2 separate regions of the Ovis aries genome follow, and region 2 is linked to region 1. The links are chromatin contacts, called in public Hi-C maps. All regions are on one chromosome and are shown on one strand. The core of a region is the stretch at or near the end of the contact, and the rest is flanking DNA. Distances in the headings are between cores, read along the strand shown.

The links. A called contact is a pair of places that touch in the nucleus more often than the background predicts.
Region 2: a Hi-C map of hypothalamus shows a contact between it and region 1, with 2.5 times the contacts expected there. The contact joins the promoter of DCTN6 here to the promoter of DUSP4 in region 1. A contact is called at or near these places in 3 of 16 Hi-C or Micro-C datasets (hypothalamus, skin fibroblasts and tail adipose tissue).

Annotation. Positions count from the first base shown.
Region 1 is chr26:24,837,954-24,840,938 of ARS-UI_Ramb_v3.0, reverse strand. DUSP4 (dual specificity phosphatase 4) reads left to right here and starts at 1,622. Exons shown (of 4, transcript XM_004021751.5): 1 at 1,622-2,481. The coding sequence starts at 2,049. It overlaps LOC121818096 (a long non-coding RNA gene), which reads right to left. Exons shown (of 2, transcript XR_006058205.2): 1 at 807-2,985; 2 at 1-424.
Region 2 is chr26:25,457,210-25,460,347 of ARS-UI_Ramb_v3.0, reverse strand. It overlaps DCTN6 (dynactin subunit 6), which reads right to left and starts at 1,331. Exons shown (of 7, transcript XM_004021755.5): 1 at 1,292-1,331. The coding sequence starts at 1,314. It overlaps LOC121818024 (a long non-coding RNA gene), which reads left to right and starts at 1,231. Exons shown (of 4, transcript XR_006058120.2): 1 at 1,231-1,372; 2 at 1,779-1,905; 3 at 2,033-2,213; 4 at 3,056-3,138.

The DNA of each region.
Region 1 (2,985 bases), core at 373-2,872:
ACATCGCAGAGCTCTTTTGGCGCACTCGGCTTAGGCCTGGGGTCCGGGAGCCCTGACGCAGCGGGAGGGTATCGAGGCTGTAGATTTCCGAGGTGGAGGCCGCCGCCGAAGCCGGGCTGGGGAGAGAAGGGGTGGCCCCGGGGGCCCGGAGTCGACTGCCCCGGAGAGCCGCTCCGCGGGGAACAAAGGCGGAGCGGAAGGCCGAGTCGGGGGAGGGAGCGGGTTCACCGACCCTTGTCGCCTCCGCCAGCCGGGAGCAGAAGACTCGACCCCACAGCCACCGGGCCTCCAGCGAGACTCGTAATTCCCTGCTCGGTGGTTAATTCCTCACTAACAAGACTTGGCAAGATGTCGGACGCATCATTTTTGGCTTCTGTCGTGTCCCCCACCGCTGCGCGCACGCATCTCCTGCCAAAAGTGGCCTCTGGGAAATTAAATGCATAAGTAAAAGCGGGGTCGGGGAAAATGAGACCGGACCGGGAAAGACGGACGCAAAGAAACCCGAATCGGCCCTGGGATGTATTAAATTCTTTACGCGTCAATTTCTCTGGGTCTAGTTTCGCACCAAATGTGGACCCTAATTGTCATTTCCTGAGAGACAATTCACACGAGTACCAGAGGCGTGAGGACTTTTCCAAAAGCCGAAAATGTCTGTCCCCCACCCCCTATCAGGGTTAAATAAACATCTTTAGGAAGCGTGGAAGGGAGTGGCACTCCGCCTTCCTCCTTGGGAACAACATTCCGGATCCAATTAATGTCTCCCTCTGGGTCATAAAGCAACAAACTCAACACTTCACTCCTATTACCGGGCTTCGGGGAGCGAGGGCTTTCTCTTTCATCTTCTGGATTCGGGTTTGCCCACGTTCCTCGGGAAGCTATAAAACTGATTTAATACCTTAAGATGAAAATCGATCAGGCTAAGGCAGAAGCTAAAGTCTGAGGATCTGCAATTGGAAAAAAAAAAAAAGCCAAAAACGCCTGGCGGGCTGAATGCGCTCCCTAAGGCTGGGGCGAGGAGGGCCTGGCTGGGCCGGCTGCGATGCGGCATTTCCTAGTCCCCTTGGGTACTAGGGGGCCACCTGCGAGGCGGGCAAGCGGGAAGCGCGGAGGTAAACCGGCATGAAAGCTCAAAACCGAGTCCGGCCCTCCGCTAGGCCAGCTTCTCGGCTGGCGATTTTTTCCCGCGGATCATCGCCGCCACCACCGAGGCGGGGGTGCAGTGGCTGCAAGGCAACTCGGGTCGGGCTGGACGCGCGCGGAGGCAGGGGAGAGGCGCCGCCACGCTCCATTCACAAAGTCCCGGCGCAGCCGCTCGCCAGCGGGTCGGAGGCCTCCTCCCTCTTCCTCTAGGTCTCGGTTTTATGAATGGGCCTGGCGGCGACCGCCGCGCGCCCTGTTTACTCCGCTCTTTGTGACGTCGCGTCCCCGTGACCAGGAGCGAGCGGCCGGCACTCCATTCACTCGCTGGGGCGCGCGGAGGAGGTGGGGCCGGAGGGGCGGGGGAAGCCGCCAGGGGGCGGGGCGCGGGCGCGGGGGGGCGGGGCAGGGCTCGCGGCCGAGAATGGAAAGAGGCGGAGCCTCGCGAGGTAGTAATGCATCTGCCCCCTCCCGCGGGAGAGCCGAGGAACATTAATAAATCTATACGCCGAGGAGAGGAAACTCTGGCTGGGGCAGAGCGCGGAGCTCCGGCAGTTCGTGGGGGAACCGCGGCCGGAACGGCAGCGCAACGGGCAAAATACAATAGAGGCGACAACAGGAGGGAGCCCTCGTACCTCTCCCGTAAACACTACTCCAGTGCCACCTCCCCCTTGGCATCGTGCTGCCCGGCGCCCGAGGCCGCCCGGACTGCTATGTAACTGAGAAGCTGCGCGAGAAAGGGGAAGCCGGGAGAAGAGGTTCGCCAGTGAGAGCCCCTAGGGGCCAAGTTTGAGGCCGCTTCTGCCCGCGCGCGCCCTTTCGTAGCCCCCCGCTCACCCCTTCCTGGAGCCCAGCTCGCCCGGGCGTCCTTCGCCTCCTCGCGTGTCCAACAGACGCGGTTCCCGGCGACCATGGTGACCGTGGACGAGCTGCGGGAGATGGACTGCAGCGTGCTCAAAAGGCTGATGAACCGGGACGAGAACGGCGGCGGCGCGGGCGGCAGCGGCAGCCACGGCGCCCTGGGGCTGCTGAGCGGCGGCAAGTGCCTGCTGCTGGACTGCAGACCGTTCCTGGCGCACAGCGCGGGCTACATCCGAGGCTCGGTCAACGTGCGCTGCAACACCATTGTGCGGCGGCGGGCTAAGGGCTCCGTGAGCCTGGAGCAGATCCTGCCCGCCGAGGAGGAGGTGCGCGCCCGCCTGCGCTCCGGCCTCTACTCCGCCGTCATCGTCTACGACGAGCGCAGCCCGCGCGCCGAGAGCCTCCGCGAGGACAGCACCGTGTCGCTGGTGGTGCAGGCGCTGCGTCGCAACGCCGAGCGCACCGACATCTGCCTACTGAAAGGTAAACGCGGGCGCTGGGCGCGAGCTGGAGGGTCGGTGCGGCGGGGCTGGGCGGCCTGCGCGTTAGTGGGCAGGAGAAGAGGTGCCTGGGGTGGGGGGGGACTCGTGGCTGCGGGATGCCCCCCAAACGCTTTGTGCGTGTTGGTGTGCGCGCTGGTGTGCAAGGGTTCTGTGCGTTTGTGTGCAAGCGCGAGCTCCTGAAGTCCTCAGAGATGGTGAGGGCTCAGTCACCTGCAATTCCGGACCCTTCCCGGCGATTCTGCATTTGTTTACATCCACTAACGGTCTGGCCTTGCGGGAGAAGCGACTCAGCAGCTTTTCCACCTTCGAGTCCAGGGAAGTGCTCTCAAGTGCCACTACGCGGGCGGTGGGGGATAGGTTAGGCCTGTTGGTTTGGCATGGCCGGGTCCCGCACCGAATCCGATTACGAGATTCCGAGACGTGGGGAAGAGAGGGAAGCGGCGGGGTGAGCGCTGGGGTGTGATCGGTTCTGCGGCTCCTGCTG
Region 2 (3,138 bases), core at 82-2,581, 620 kb before region 1:
TGAAAAAAGCATTATCTAATATTTAACTTATACTGGGCAGGTGAGAACAGGAGAGACTCAAAAGTGCCCTGTCTTCAGTTTTATGCCCAAGGAAGATGGCCCAGGTTGTGTGCGTCAGTCAGCATATTTCTTTGTGAGACAGGAATAATAAAACTCAGGAGTGAAGGGACGGAGCCGGGAGCAGGCAGCTGAGGTAAGACTTAGCCGAAGTCCTAACTAATAAAATATCAACAGTACCCCCATCTCCACAGCACACTCCTATATACTGTGCATAATATTCCTAGCATATCTGTTCCTCTTTAGCTTATGCAAAAGATTACAATTACCTGCCTGCTGCTGCTGCTGCTAAGTCGCTTCAGTCGTGTCCGACTCTGTGCGACCCCACAGACAGCAGCCCACCAGGCTCCTCTGTCCCTGGGATTCTCCAGGCAAGAACACTGGAGTGGGTTGCCATTTCCTTCTCCAATGCATGAAAGTGAAAAGCGAAAGTGAAGTCGCTCAGTCGTGCCCGACTCTTAGCGACCCCATGGACTGCAGCCTACCAGGCTCCTCGGTCCATGGGATTTTCCAGGCAAGAGTACTGGAGTGGGGTGCCATTGCCTTCTCCAATTACCTACCTAAATGGATGAAAAACCTAAATGTTAATTTACGGCCGCCCCCAAAACAAGGCTTGTCGGTGTTCATTTTCTAAAAGAGTCAGCAGAGGGTGCTCAACTTTGCTGCTTTGGGAAACGGTTTAACTGAAGCTTGTCTTGCATCCCAGCTGTCCCTTTCCACCGACAGCGCCCAGCAGCCGAGGCCCGTCCCCACGCGTTTACCAAGCAGCTAGCTTTGGCCCAGGCGCGGGCCCCACTTTGAGTCCGTTTACACATACACGGGGCGCCCCCGACGGACAGCGAGGGTTTGGGGGACCGCGGGTGATGGGGGACACAGGACAGCTACAGGGGTTTCGAGTGCCGCGGGAAAGGGGAGGGTCCCTCCGTGTCCCAGGCGACGGGGATGCCCTGCATCCCCAGCAGGCCCGCCCGAGACAGCGCGGGCGCGCGGCGGGGGGCCAGCGAGGCCACAGAGGGACCACGAACCAGGACCTTCCCCCACCCCATTCCGCATCCTTCCCCGTCCCTCGCTACCCCCAGCCCGTCGCCTCCTCCCTCCGCGAAGGCGGAGGGCCTTAGGAACTATCTGGGCGGGGCGCCTGGATAAGACACCACCCAAGTCCCCACCACTGGCGACCAGGAGCAGATTCCACCCCTGCGGGGAGGACAGGATAGGTTCTCAGACAGCGACCCACCTCTTTTGAGTCTTCTCCGCCATGGTTTCAGCTCCTGTCTAGCTGGGTCGACACAACCGCCTGGGCACAGCGATGATCTCTGTAGGTGATTGTGGAGCCTGGTAGGACTGGGAAGGGGCGGAGCCTTGGCGCTGCTGCCTTGGGCGGGGGCGAGGCCGGCTTGCATGGGAGGTTTCAGTTCTGCGTGAACCGGCTCCAGCCAGGCGGCGGTGTTTGGCCGCAAACTGATTGTTAGTGCAGTAAAAGGATCCGTGGACTCGGGTTTAAAACAGCCATTAAGTCAGATCCAACGCAAGTCATTGTGACCTCATTAAGCCCCACTGTTCATTCTCAGTTAAGTTCCTTAAGGATCCTCCTACTAAACCTGGGCCCCTTTCCCTTTCAATGTGAGCTGGTTCTCCACCCCCCGACCCCCACCCCGTAAGTTAAGTACCCTCTACCTGATGTCTTTCTCAGGTTAATCTCTAATTCTGTCCTTCTTGCCAAGCTTCACACCTGATTATTCGAATGCCTGCTTGACCTGGATGCTGCGAGGTCTTATTGAAACCTAAAATGTCCAGAACAAAGCTTTGGTGGCACAGTGGTAAAGAATCTGCCTGCCAGTGCAGGAGTGGGTGAGTGAAAGTCGCTCAGTCCTGTCTGAATCTTTGTGACCCCGTGGACTGTAGCCTGCCAGCCTCCTCTGTCCATGGAATTCTCCAGGCCAGAATACTGGAGTAGGTAACCATTCCCTTCTTGCAGGAGGCTCCGGTTCAATCCCTGGGATGGAGAGAACCCTGGAGAAGGAAATGGTAACTCACTCCAGGACTCTTGCCTGAAAAATTCCATGGACAGAGAAGCCCTCAAGCTGCAGTCGATGGGGTCCCAAAGAGTTGGACATGTCTGGAGTACCTGAGCTCGCAGGCACTTGTCTCTAAAGAATGTAAGTTGGTCCTTTGATCTCTCTCTCAGTAAAGGAGTCCACCATTCACCCAGTTGCTCAAGACAGAAACTCAAGTCATCCTTGGTTGTCTTCACTTGTCTGTATATAATTGACCAACAACTTCTGCTGGTCCTGGGCTTCCCTTGTGGCTCAGCTGGTAAAGAATCCACCTGCAATTCGAGAGACCTGGGTTCGATCCCTGGGTTGGGAAGATCCCCTAGCGAACGGAAAGGCTAGCCACTCCAGTATCCTGGCCTGGAGAATTCCATGGACTGTATAGTCATGGGGTCACAAACAGTCGGACACGACTGAGCGACTTTTCACCTCTGCTGGTCCTACGTCTCTTACAGTTTGCATCATTTACTATCTCTAAATCTCCCTCTGTAGTCTGCGCCTTCTACCTTTGACCTCTAAAATCACATTTCCGTCCAAGCTATTCTTCTGTAGCTAAAATCATCCTTTTAAAAATCAAATTTAGTTATCTTTTACTTCTTTTTCCTTTTAAAATCCAAACTCATTTCCATTACCTATCTCTGGGCTTCATCCAGCCCCTGCCCGCTTCTCTCTTCTTTAATTTCATGTTCCTCTTCCTCTTCTTTGAAACGGAGCAGGACCCGATGAGCCTTCCCTCCATGTCCTCTGCCTGCCTTTTGTCTGTTGAAATCTGTCAAAACTTATTAATCAGAGAAATGAGAAAATGTGGAAACAAAGGGTAGCAGTCAAATCCTGATGATGTGCTCATTAAGCATAGTCAGGGAGCTTTAGTTCCTTCTCAAGGGCTATGGATAATATTCTGAGCCTCATGCTGTGAGCTGTCTTATAGACACTGAAATCCCTACCAGGTGGAAGACGCTAACTACGTGATAACCAGACAGTAGCCGTCACAAGCTGCCACAGTTCCAAGAACTGGCCTCAGAGAAATGGA